Regions from separate parts of the Sus scrofa genome. Here region 1 is linked to region 2. Evidence: chromatin contacts called from public Hi-C data. All regions are on one chromosome and are shown on one strand. The core of a region is the stretch at or near the end of the contact, and the rest is flanking DNA. Distances in the headings are between cores, read along the strand shown.

Region 1 (6,054 bases), core at 1,614-4,113, 55 kb before region 2:
GTAAGGTCAGCCAGGGCCCAACTCTGGCCTTGTTTGGACCAAGGGCTCCCCTAAGAAGCCAAGGGTAGCCAGCCGGCCTCCTCCCCTGGAAGAATGCCCACATCCCCCTCCCCCCCCAACTGCCCCGGATGCGAGGATTTAAACGCTGGGGCCGCCTTCCAGCACCCAGGGGCGTAAACCTCAGTGACATTAGCATATCTTATTATCTCATTTGAATAAGAAAAAAAAGGCTGCAGAAGCAGCCAGCAGGAAACAATTCCAGGCTGCTGGGTGACCAGAAATCAAGTTAGCAAACAGCAGCAAAGGAGAAAACCCAGGAAGACCCCCCCCACCTTCCTCCCTACACCAAAAAATTAAGGGGCACTATAGGAACAGGGGACCCTAATAGCCACTCCTCCAGCCCACTTTCCGGGTCCTTTCGGAAACCCCCAGTCCGGCTGCCATCAGCCACTAGACCTTGAGCAGAGAATACAGGCTGGTGGGAGCGTCCATAAAAACAATGCAACTATCAAATGACAAACGGGGACCCGGGGGACCTGCGACAGAAAAAGGATCTCTCATCTCCTCCTCCCCGTTCCTTTGCCAGGGGAACAAAAGGCACCTAGGGCTTCTGGTGTCTGAAAATAACAAATGATAGAAGTTCCTCCTAATTGTTTTAAAAGGGCCCTCACGCAGGGTGCCTGAGTCTTGGGACAACAGGAAAAAAATAATTAAAGCTCACAGAAGCTTCTCAGGCCCCGCGGATCTGAGCTGGTCATTGTTCATTTCGTAAACAAGGGCGCCATAAAACAAATGCTTAGGAAGCCCGGGTTGTTCACCGAGTCCTTGTCCCAGAACTAACTGTTCCTTCTCAGCTCAGCAGGAGGCCTGCGAACCTTGGGGAGCGTCTTAGGGCCAAAGCCCCCTTCCACGCTTCCCGTCTGCCCACGTGCAGAAAACAGGGAGGCAGGCAAATAGGGAGTTTGGGCTCTTTCCATTTTCTGAGGGGCTTGGCCTGGACAGACTGCACTGAGCAGGGCGCCAGGAACCTTCTCCAGGCCCCCCCCGCCCCACACACACACTCCTCGAGTCTGTTTCCTGGTCAAGATGGCCAGGTGGGAAGGCGGGCTGTTCTACTTGATGACCACAGCATCGGAGACCAGCAAAAGGCTCCCTAGCCCCTCAAAGTACAGCCGCTGTCCACCCAAGGATGTCAAACGCCTTGCCAACCACCCATTAATTTTTATGGTGCCCTGAGAAGCTGATTGCCAGTCATTACCTTCATTTTTACAAGGCAAGGAACCCAAACCCAGCCAACCCAGTCTGAGCCGATGGTCTAGCTCACTCCAGGCTTCTGTTTCGCTCCATCTCAGGCCAGCAGATCCCCACCCACTGGAAAGGGGACGCACAGCCTGAGAAGGGAGCCAGGCCCTGGACACCCAAACTTTGGTGCTCAGAGCTCACCACGTTTAGAAGGGCGGAAAGGGGAGAGCCGCACAAAGGGATTGCTTTCATTTAGTTAAGAGAGGCTCGGCTTGTAAACTTACAGATTAAACCGGCAAGCCCGTGAAATGTGGGTATTAAAGACTGTAAAAACTGAGGCCGGTAGGAACTGTGGGATCAATGATGGTTTATTTCACTGTTTACATTCCTGTTTTACTGTTTACATTTCTACCCGGGGCGTATATTGCTTTCGTGAGCAGAGCAAAAGTTATGCTAACTTCTTACTACTGATAAGCACACGGTACCGATCTGCTGCATGCACTAACTTGGAAAGAATAAGCACGGGTAAAATCCAGCCCGGTGTTCTTTCTAAACCTCAACGGTAAGGCTCCACCGGCCTCTGCGCACGTAGGAAGCCCGGCCGCTGTCCCGCTGCGCCCCTCTGGCGGCTCCTCTGGCCGCCCGATACCCCGAGGAAGGGCCAGCGCGGCCTGGTCACCCCCGGCCGCATGACCCGCCTCGGGCTAGGAGCCGCCGGACTCCACGGCCAGGATCCTGCGGGCCGCCAATCCGCACCGCGGAGCCGGCTTCCCGGGAAACACCACTAAGCAAGCATGCGCCTCTCCCGCCGTCCCTACCCGCCCGCGGCCGGCGCTGTCACCTCGCGGCTGCTCGGTCGCCGGACGGCCAAGCCAGAAACCGGGGTTTTCGTTTCCATCCTAAAATGAGGGATCTCCCAAGAAGTTGAAATATGCATTGTCACCAAGTTTAACCCGGGACCGCGTGCCTCGCCCTCCTCCCCGGGCCGCGCCAGAGGGAGCCCCGGCTCCTCCAGCCCTCGGAGTGCCCACGGCCCCACAAGCTGAGCGCCCCGAGGACGCGTCCGGTTGCCGAGGAGGGCCACCCCCCAGGGCCGGCCCCGGGAAGCGCTCTAGGGCCAGGGGAGGAGGATCCGCCAGGCGCACGCGAGGCTGTGAGTGCGGCTTGGCACCCGGAACCCCGGCCTGCCCGCCTGCGCCCGGGTGACCGGGCCCGCGGGAGAGCACGAGGGGCGCGCGAGGCTTCCCGAAGCCGTCCCGCGCCAGCCGCGTCCGGCACTCTGGAGCCCCGAACTGAGGCGGCTGGGAAACGATCCGCGCCCGCGAGGCGTGCAAACCCGCTGAGCCCCAGCAGGCGCGGCGAGAGTGAGGCCGGGCAGTGGGGCTGGAGCGGCCCGCAGGGGACAGCCCCGAGCGCAGCCTGCCTACCTGGCTCGCATTGCGTCCCGCTGGCTGCTGCGGCTCTCGTGGCGATCTGGGAACTCGCCCCGCAGGGAAAGCGGGCGGATCCGCGGGAACTACCGCGCGGCGCCGGCGAAGGGCCGGGACCGCCGAGAGTGCCCGGAGCACTCGGCCCCCGCCTCCGCGGGCGGAGGGTGGTCCCCGCGCCGGGGCGGGGCCGTGGGGCGGAGGCGGGGCGTTCGAGGCCGGGCGCGGGGGGCGGGGACCAGGCAGCTGACAGCAGGGGTGGTCTCCCCACCCGGACGGGGTCCCGGGGCGGGGTCTCGGGGGCGGGGCCGCAGGGGAGGGTGGCCCTGCGCGGAGCTGGCCTTGGGTGGCAGGGGCGGAGTCTGAACGGAGCGCTCAGAGGAGGCTGGGGGTGGGAGGAAAACCGGGACAAGGAGGCTACGGGTCAGAGCCTCGGCCTCCCGGAGGCAGGAGCGGAGTATGGGCTCGCAGAGGGCGGGGCAAGCTCGGAGGGGAGGGTTCTGCAAGGTGGCGGAGAGGCGGGGGCGGGGTGTAAATAAGTAGGGGCGCGGCTAGAGTGGGGGGGCGGGGCCTAGCCGAGGCCGTCTAGAGGAGGGGGCGGGTGGAAAACCAAGGGGTGGGGCCGAGCAGTTGTCTCCGGAGTCTGGGGGAGGGGCGAGCGGTTGGCCACCCAGAGGCCGGGCGTGGGGTGCGGCTTGAGGGGCGGGGCTAGCACGGAGGGGCGGGGCCGAGCCGGGCGGCGGGGAAGCCGGGCGGGGGAGCGCGCGCAGGCGGGGTCTGGCGCCGAGTCTCCCGAGCCACCGCGGGGATCCGGCCTCGGCGTCTCCTCCTCTTCCTCCTCTGGGCGCCGGCCAGGGAGCGAGGTCTTGGCAGGAGGGTGTCCCTGGGATCGCGGTCCCTGGTACCGAGCAGATCTAGAGGTGGCTGTTATTACCGCGACCTTTTGGCCGCTCTCCTGAGCCCCCGGCATCCACATCTTCCCACCTCGTCTCGGGGAACCCCAAGCAGAGACCCCTGAGTGAGGTTCGGAACCCCAAGTTGGCTTCGTCCACGCCGCTAACGGTGGCTCCTGATTCTCAAAACCCGTCTTAGAATAAGCTTGTCTTCGACCGTGGTGGAAAGCAGGTGCGAGACTGTGGGGACCAGCACAAAGTTAAAAAAGAAAGAACAAGAGAAAAGGAGCCACGCCGAAAATTACCAAGAACTTCCTGCTAAGCAGATTGCATCTAACCATTTACACTTTTCTCTGGCCGGTACGCCGCTGGGTCCCAGTACCTAGAACCTGCCTGGGACATAGAAAGCGCTCAGTGAATGATCGCACCAGTTACTGTATCGCAGGCAGTTTCCATGGACTGCACATTTAATTCTTAAAAAATCCCACACTTGGCTACTCACAATAGTCCATTTTACGCATGAGTAGACTGAACCTGGGCGGATTAATTTGACAGCAAGAAACTGGTAGAACCAGAATTTGACCAGAGGCCACTCCAGAAGGTTGGGCTGTAACCACGTTGGGGAACACCAGCCACCCTACTGAGGACTAGGAGCCCCCTGCAATGCAGAATCCAGGGGAGTCTTTGGCGGTAGGGAAGCTGACACTTCTTGTTCCGTGGCCAGAATTAGACACTCCTTCAGTCATTCCTCGTCACTGCCTGGCAAAGCAGATAGTATTGCTATTATTCCCACTTCATAGGTGACTTAGAGTTTACGCACTGCACGTATTGATTACATGGAGCATGAGTCTACATTCAAACCCTCCCTGTTCTGGATTCCAAGCCTTTGCAGCTCCCTCAGTCTTGGACACCTTCCTTTACGTACAGAATCTGGTTTGCTAGCACCTTAATTTGAAATCCACCTTGAAATTTCAGGAGACAAAAGAAGACAGAGACATAATCTAGAAGGGTGGAGACTCCTCTTCTGGTTTGGGGGTCATCTGTGTGTTAGGACAATTGCATTCCTGAAAATGGATACAATTAGTTCTAAAATGTTTGCTGCATGTTTCAAAAAGAGGCCTTCACCCTGAAGGGGCAGGTAAGAAAGCCTCAGAGAGGAGGAGCTTGTCTATGGCATATGGGGGTCCCAAAGGATCCTCAGTGGCTTAGGACCATGTTTGAGGCATGGGCCTGGGAGCCAGTCTGCTGGGCTTGGGTCCCTGGTGAGTTATGCTTCTCTGTGACTCAATTTCCCAAGTAAGTATGAAAATTCAGTGCAGCAGGTAAAGGGCTTAGCAGGGTGCCTGGCACAAAGTAACATTCGATACATTTTACCTACTATTATTACTGCTATTCCCACTGACTAATATCCTTACTGTGTAAAAATGCCTGGAAAGTATTGAACAAGACAAGCAGTAGAAAAGGGACAAGCGGGATGGAGAAGACAATTCCCAGAAGCGCCACAAATGGCCCAACGTTTGGAAAAGCTTGGCAGCCACACCCAGGAAGGGAACAAGGGCAAAACAGGGAAACAGTCAAATAAGATAGCCAGGGCCTAGGCTGGGAAGAGCTGGGGAGAGCTGAGTTCGCCGAGCAGTAAGGGAAGAAGAGGCGTTAAAAAGGCACAAAGAGCTAAGTGTGGTGGAAATGCAGGATACTGTGTGAATAAGCAGAGGGCTGGCTCCCTTCACCTTGAGTGGCGGAGAGCCTGCGCCCAGGTGTCCACAGCTGTGCCAGCAGTTCTTGGCATCAAGGTGCTCTGAGCATCTTCAAACCAGCCTGCATCCTCAGAGAGGAGCTTATGGAAGTCAAAAGACCCAGGCAGACACGCTTGTACTCTTACTCCTGGAGCTCGTGCATTTGAGCTGGGGAGGCAATATTGCATGAGGTGTCTGTGGGCTGTTCTGCCTCGTGTGTTCTGGAAGACAAGGAGGTCTCAAGATGTTGCTCCCTGGGAACTTTATACTTGCTCATTCTGCCAGTTTTTACTCCTTGCCCTTCTGAAAGCAAAAGAGAAAACATGAACTATTCATAACATTCATAGTGCTCACCTACTCAATAAGCATTTCTAGTGGGAACACATACAGCAAAATCGATAGCTTGGGTTTTTGAGTACGAAAATAATAATACATGTTTGTTTCAGAGGATTCAAATGATTGGAGGACTGTGTAGAGTAGCAAGTAGGCATCGACTCCCAATTTCGAACCCTCTCCCAAGATCCCACGGTTAACAGAGTATTGTTGGATGTCCGTCCAGAACTGTTTCTTAAGCATTTACATATATGTTAGTGTGCATGCCTGTACATGTGTATGTGTGTGATGTGGATGTGTGTATGTACACACACAGGAGTGTACACATGCACAAATAAAGACCGACTGAGTGTGTGGGTACTGAAACCAGGTTGCCTGGGGGTGGATGCCAGCCCCACCACTTCACCGACTGATTTCTCATCT
Region 2 (5,779 bases), core at 323-2,822:
TACATGTAAGGATAACCTGACCCCCTTGCTGTACAGTGGGAAAATAAAAAAAAAAAAAAAGAAAAAAAGAAAACACTGAGAATAGGTGAATCTTGGTAAAAAAGAGTTTTTGTCTGTTTTTTATCCAATTCTTGCAAATTTTCTTTAGGGATAATATTATTCCCCTCCCATTCCCTACTCCCACCTCTCCTACATCTCAGAAGTGAGTCCGAAATAATAAAATACGTGATGTGAAAAAAAAAATTTTTTTTTTTCTTTACTGAAAATGACTTTAAGTAGCAAATTAAAAACATCATGATAAGTCGAGAGAGACTGTGGAGGAAAGGAAAAAGCTTTATATTTCCCTCCATTTCATAGCACTTGCCCCCTGCTTTTTGAAAAAGGGAATCTGCATATTCCTTTTGCAGGGGGCCCCACAAACTGGCAGCAGCCCCTGTAGGGAGCTGTATCACGGGCTCCCATCAGATTGTGGGCCAAGGGTCATGTGACGCAAATATGGTTGCTTTTGTGGGCAACGTGCCTGGCCAGTTTTCCTTAGAGGGGAGGGCGATTTTTTGATGGGGTAATATTTTGGCAGTCTGCCTCCCCTCTCCTCACCAGTGGGGTACTTGTTACATTGCTATGTTTTAAATAATATCATGCCATCTTTGGGGCATGATTTTTTTTTTTCAGCCTATAAAACTTAAGAGTGTCATTTTTTTTGTTTCTGAAAAACTATTCAAATGAGTGTTCCCTCCCCTTTTGTTGGCCTGAACTACACCTTCCATGGAGTAGGCTTTACATTTTAGAAAGTAAGCAATTATTTTGAGAAAAGGCACAAATGCAATGGTTAGAAGATGTTTAAGCATTTCAAGTAAAGCTCAACACAATTAATGATTCCAACAACAGAACTTCCATATACTCTCTCTGAAGAAAAATGGATCTTAATGACGTTTTATGATATCGTCTTTTTTTTCTTCATTTTTTTGTCTTTGTTATTTAGATGTACTGATCTGTGGCATTAATTCCTCTTTCATAAGAGCAGATTTTAACTCTAGTACTTCCTGAGCACAGGCCACTGAGGATGCATAAACCTCTTTCGGGCTGTTTTCCTCGAGTCGTGGCATAGAAACATTCCTCTACCTGGCAGTCATGACAATTCACACCTTGGGGTATGTGTGCCTGTGCACTTGCCCTGGCCACCACACCTCCACCTGCCTGCGTACCCTCATACTCCTCCCCCCACCCCACCAACCAGAATTGCCATCAGAAACTGTTGGGTTCCGTGTCAAACACTGGTAACAGAGCAGAAAGCCCCCAATTTGCAGGCAGTGTGGAATTTTTCCTTCGACGGTGTTCCCCTGGAACAGCTCTTCAGAGAGAGTCACCATCCCAGAGGCTATTTTGCTCTCAACAACCCCTATTCTTTCAGGGGGAAAGTGCAAAATTAGACTCTGGTTTTCTCCCCTGGGTTCCACAGAGAGTAAATATTAGCAGTTTTGTTAGGCAAGGGGAGGTTGGGTGACCTCTCTGGAATTCCAAAGTTCGCTTTCCCTGGTTTTCATAACTCGTTCTCAGCTCTTTGAACTGTGCCCAAGCACCAGTTTATGATGTCATAATTGCTCACCAGGGACCAAGGCAGAGATCTGATTTCCTACAGTAAAGTGCAGTGCACCTGGGAAATACATAATAGCTCTACCAAGACGCACATTACATCAGCTATGATTCATAGCTGTGATCTGGTTTTAGGCCAAAATCTGATAACACAAACCAAATACTTCAACTGCTAGAAGGTGCTTAACTGGAAAACATGAGACAATTTTTTTTTCCCTTCTGACTTTAGTCTTAACTATATATGTATATACTTCAAATAATCCACATGACTTTCAAAGAATTTTTTTTTTAAAGACGTCAAGGGAATAGGATCTAAAACATATTTATCCTGCCGAACTTGGATGCACTTTAGGGTCATGAGTAAGCTGTGCCAAGCAGCATATGAAATCAGTGAGATAAACTTTGATGCATGTTAGCTGTGTGACCTTAGGCAAATGACTCAAACTCCCTGAGCTGAAGTTTCCTTTATCTGAGAAATAAGAATTAGCAATGCCAATATTAAAGGACTGTTAGAAGGATTAAACTAAATAATAAAAGCTTCTTGCTTGGTGCCTTGGACACAATGTAGGGTGGCTACATGATAGTCATTTTCTCCTTTCAATCCGTGGAAAATACTGATGCGGTACACACAGTGGGTTTCTTGCCCTGCTGTGCCAGGCCATCTCAGCCAGGCTAGGTTGGGATTGGTTTCTTCAGGGGCGTGTCTTAATTGACCTGAGCCAATGAGAGTTAGCTGTTCGTCCTCTTGCCATGTGATTGGTTTTCATAAGCTCTGGCCAAAGATGATCGGTACGTGTAAGTCACCTAGCCGACAACTGGCCCAATCAGCGCAAAGCTCAGGGACTGATTTTGCTCCCTCCGGGAGGTGAGTAGAGCTGCTAAAGCCCGGGCTGCTGTGGAAGCCGTCTTATGACCTTGAGAGAAGCGGGATAAGGCCGGGAACAGGAAAGGGTGGAACACGGAATCTCCAAGAAATAGGCAGGAGACCAGTTTGAACAAAGCGTGAGCTGGACTTGAGCTATATGTCTGTTCTGCCCGTCTTTAATGCACCGATGTCCTTTCTGAGCTTCCACAAGAAGAAATACTCATTGGCTGTCTCCTTGGGGTTTTGATCCAGAGCAGTCACTAGGCAAGGATGCAGCTGCATCGCAGTGCACCGGTTCAAGCATTTCCACCAATTGAATCTTTTCTAATAGATTTTAAGACAATATCCTCCTCCTTAGCTGTGTGAATGAAACTTCCACTATTAGATGAAACTCAATTGTATGCAGTTGCTTCTGTTTTTCCCTGATGATGGGGACCACCTGCAGAATGCCCCACCTCTGAAACCCCACAGGATCATGGGAGTTGGCACGCTTCCTAGAGGATGGCATTTAACCCAGTAATCTAACATCTAGATCATTCCCCTGAGACATAGCCCTAAAGAAGAAAAACAGTTTTGTGTAGCTGTTATTGCAGCATTGTTTTCTTATGTTTTAATTATAATTAGAAAAGCACTGCGTTTAATTTTAAAAACTCTGATGTAGAAAAGAATGTAAAGTGAAATTTATAGGCACATTCCTACCATATGACCCTCCTCTCTGATCTCACTTTTCATTGGCAATCATTGCTATGAGTATTATTCTGAAATTGTTAATTTACATCAGTGAACAGATTGGAGACATTTCTATAAAAGCCCTAGTTTGTGTTTTGGAAAAATTTAAGGGAATACTGAAATAATAAGGGAGGGATTCCCATCGTGGCTCAGTGGTTAACAAATCCTACTAGGAACCATGAGGTTGCAGGTTCAATCCCTGGCCTTGCTCAGTGGGTTAAGAATCCGGTGTTGCCATGAGCTGTGATGTAGGTCACAGACTCGGCTTGGACCTGGCATTGCTGTGGCTGTGGTGTAGGCTGGCGGCTACAGCTCTGATTAGACCCCTAGCCTGGGAACCTCCATATGCTGCAGGTGAAGCCCCAGAAAAGACAAAACGTCAAAAAAAAAAAAAAGGAAAAAGAAAAGAAATAATAAGGGGGTCCATGATATCATACTGTAAGCAAAAACCTACACCCTACCAATGAATTCTGAAGCAACCTAAGTGCCACCAGTATGGAACTGGGCAAGTAAATTTGATATTATCAAATGGGGTGCTGTATATCCATAAAAAAGAATGAAGAAGACTTCCATGTACTGAAATATAACGATGTCTAAGGTATGCCATTAAGTGAAGCAAGCAAGTTACAGAACAGCATGTACAGGAGTTCCCTTGTGGGCAAAGGACCTGGCATTTTCACTGCAGTGGCTTGTATTACATACTATACTATTCCCTGCCCTTGTATTCTCCAAGCTTGACATAAACACTTATTAGTTCCAAGAGTTCTTTGGTCAGTTTTTCCACATAAATGATCAAGACATATACAAACAAGCACAATTTTATGTTTTCCTTCCCATTCTTCATACATTTTATTTCCTTTTCTTGCCTTATTGCATTAGCAAGGGCTTCCAGTTTGGTGTCAAAAAGGAGTGGTGAGAATGAACATCCTTGCCTTGTACTCGATCTTAGTGGGAAAGCTTCCAGCTTTTCACCATTCGTTGTGATGTTGGCTGCAGGTCTTTTTGTAGATAATCTTTATCAAATAGAGAAGGTTCCCCTCTATTCCTAGTTCACCAAGAGTTCTTATCATCAGTAGTTATTACAGTTTGTCAAATGCTCTTTCTGCACCTGTGGACATAACCATATGCTTTAGTCTGTTGATGTGGTGGATTAAAATATTGTACTATTTAATTTGTACTCATAAATCAAGATATTTTTGGAAAAGTCAAGGTATTCTGAAAGTGTAAGTCTCAGGATTTATGCCCTGGTATTAGTTGTTGGGTGTCAGAAGGAACACAGAGAGACATGTCATGGGGTAATGACATGATGCTCTGTGTTGCCACAGCACTGGTTCAGCCTCCCTCTGTGGTCTGTACGCAATTTGGCATACCTGACCTGGCTAACTACATCCCTGTAAATGCTTTTATATTTCATTGGGCCCAAAGAATCTGGGAGGTATTAAAACAATGCGTGTCAGTAGAGAACAGACTTGTGATTGCCAAGGGGGAAGAGGTCGTAGGGGAGGAAGGGTGGGGGAGGGATGCATTGAGAGTTTGGGATCAGCAGATGCAAACCATTATCTGTAGAATGGGTAAACAACAGAGTCCTACTGTATAGCACGGGCAGTTGTATTCAATATCCTGTGACAAACTCTAACAGAAAAAAAATATGAACAAGACTGTACAACTGAATCATTTTGCTGTACAGCAGAAATTAGCACAACTTTGTAAATCAGCTATACTTCAATAAAATAAATTAAAGAACCAATATGTGTCAGAATCTATGCTGATTTCCAATAATAAACAACCAGGGAGTAGCATCTACCAGAATTAATAAAGACAGAAAATAAATAGCTTTGTAAAGGAATGTTATGGAGACAATCACTGGCCAATGCCAACAGACTACTTCAAAAGAAGTCAGAGCAAAAGTTTTTCAACGGAATAGAGTCTGTTAGGAATTCAAGAAAGTATTACCGGTTTTCTACTTCGTTTTCTTTAAATCATTCAGGAAGATACCACACCTGCGAAAGGTGAGCAGACAGCCGTAGAAAAAGACCAGTGAGCTCAGACAAGATGAAAAACACAGTAGCAGAATTGAAAAAAAATCCTACATGCAAGCATCGAGTAACAGATTCAATGCTGCGGAAAATCGATTGGCTAAGAAGATAATATGCGTGAGAAATTCTCCTGTACCTAAAAATGAAAGTGGAGGATATGAAAGAGATGAGGAAGTGAGAATGATGGGAAGAAAAAAGGGACAAAGATGACAGTTCAGGGATGCCTCGTGTATGTGTCAGAAAGCATAGAACAAATGGAAAAGAAGCATTAAACAAATAGGAACTTTCCTGAGCTACAGAAAGAATCGAATCTTCAGATTCAAAAGGCTCATCAAAAACAAGGCAAAATTAGTTAAAAGACCCTAACATCTAGGCTCTTTCAATTTTGGGGCATAAAGAAAGGACTCATAATAAAAAAAAAAAAAAAGAAAAAGAAAAAGAAAAAACAACCACAAAAGAACAACAAAAAATCAGGTAACTCACAAAGGACCAAAAATCATCCTAGTTCACACTTCTCTACTGACGTTTGCATCAAAATCCAGATGATGATAGGGTC

What was found. A called contact is a pair of places that touch in the nucleus more often than the background predicts.
Region 1: a Hi-C map of liver shows a contact between it and region 2, with 5 times the contacts expected there. The contact joins the promoter of SH3BP4 here to the enhancer-like site in region 2. A contact is called at or near these places in 1 of 5 promoter capture datasets (liver), 3 of 47 Hi-C or Micro-C datasets (embryonic fibroblasts, heart right ventricle and liver) and 1 of 2 datasets of contacts at active chromatin or transcription factors (skeletal muscle).

Annotation. Positions count from the first base shown.
Region 1 is chr15:135,000,310-135,006,363 of Sscrofa11.1, reverse strand. SH3BP4 (SH3 domain-binding protein 4) reads right to left here and starts at 2,863. Exons shown (of 6, transcript XM_021074833.1): 1 at 2,670-2,863.
Region 2 is chr15:134,944,509-134,950,287 of Sscrofa11.1, reverse strand. No RefSeq gene overlaps it. Among named protein-coding and RNA genes, the nearest start is that of SH3BP4, 56 kb to the left of the region's middle. Within about 2 kb of position 1,572, at least 9 of the 83 cell types and tissues checked have an H3K27ac peak or open chromatin away from gene starts, as enhancers often do. A contact at or near this core is called in liver, where this site is marked.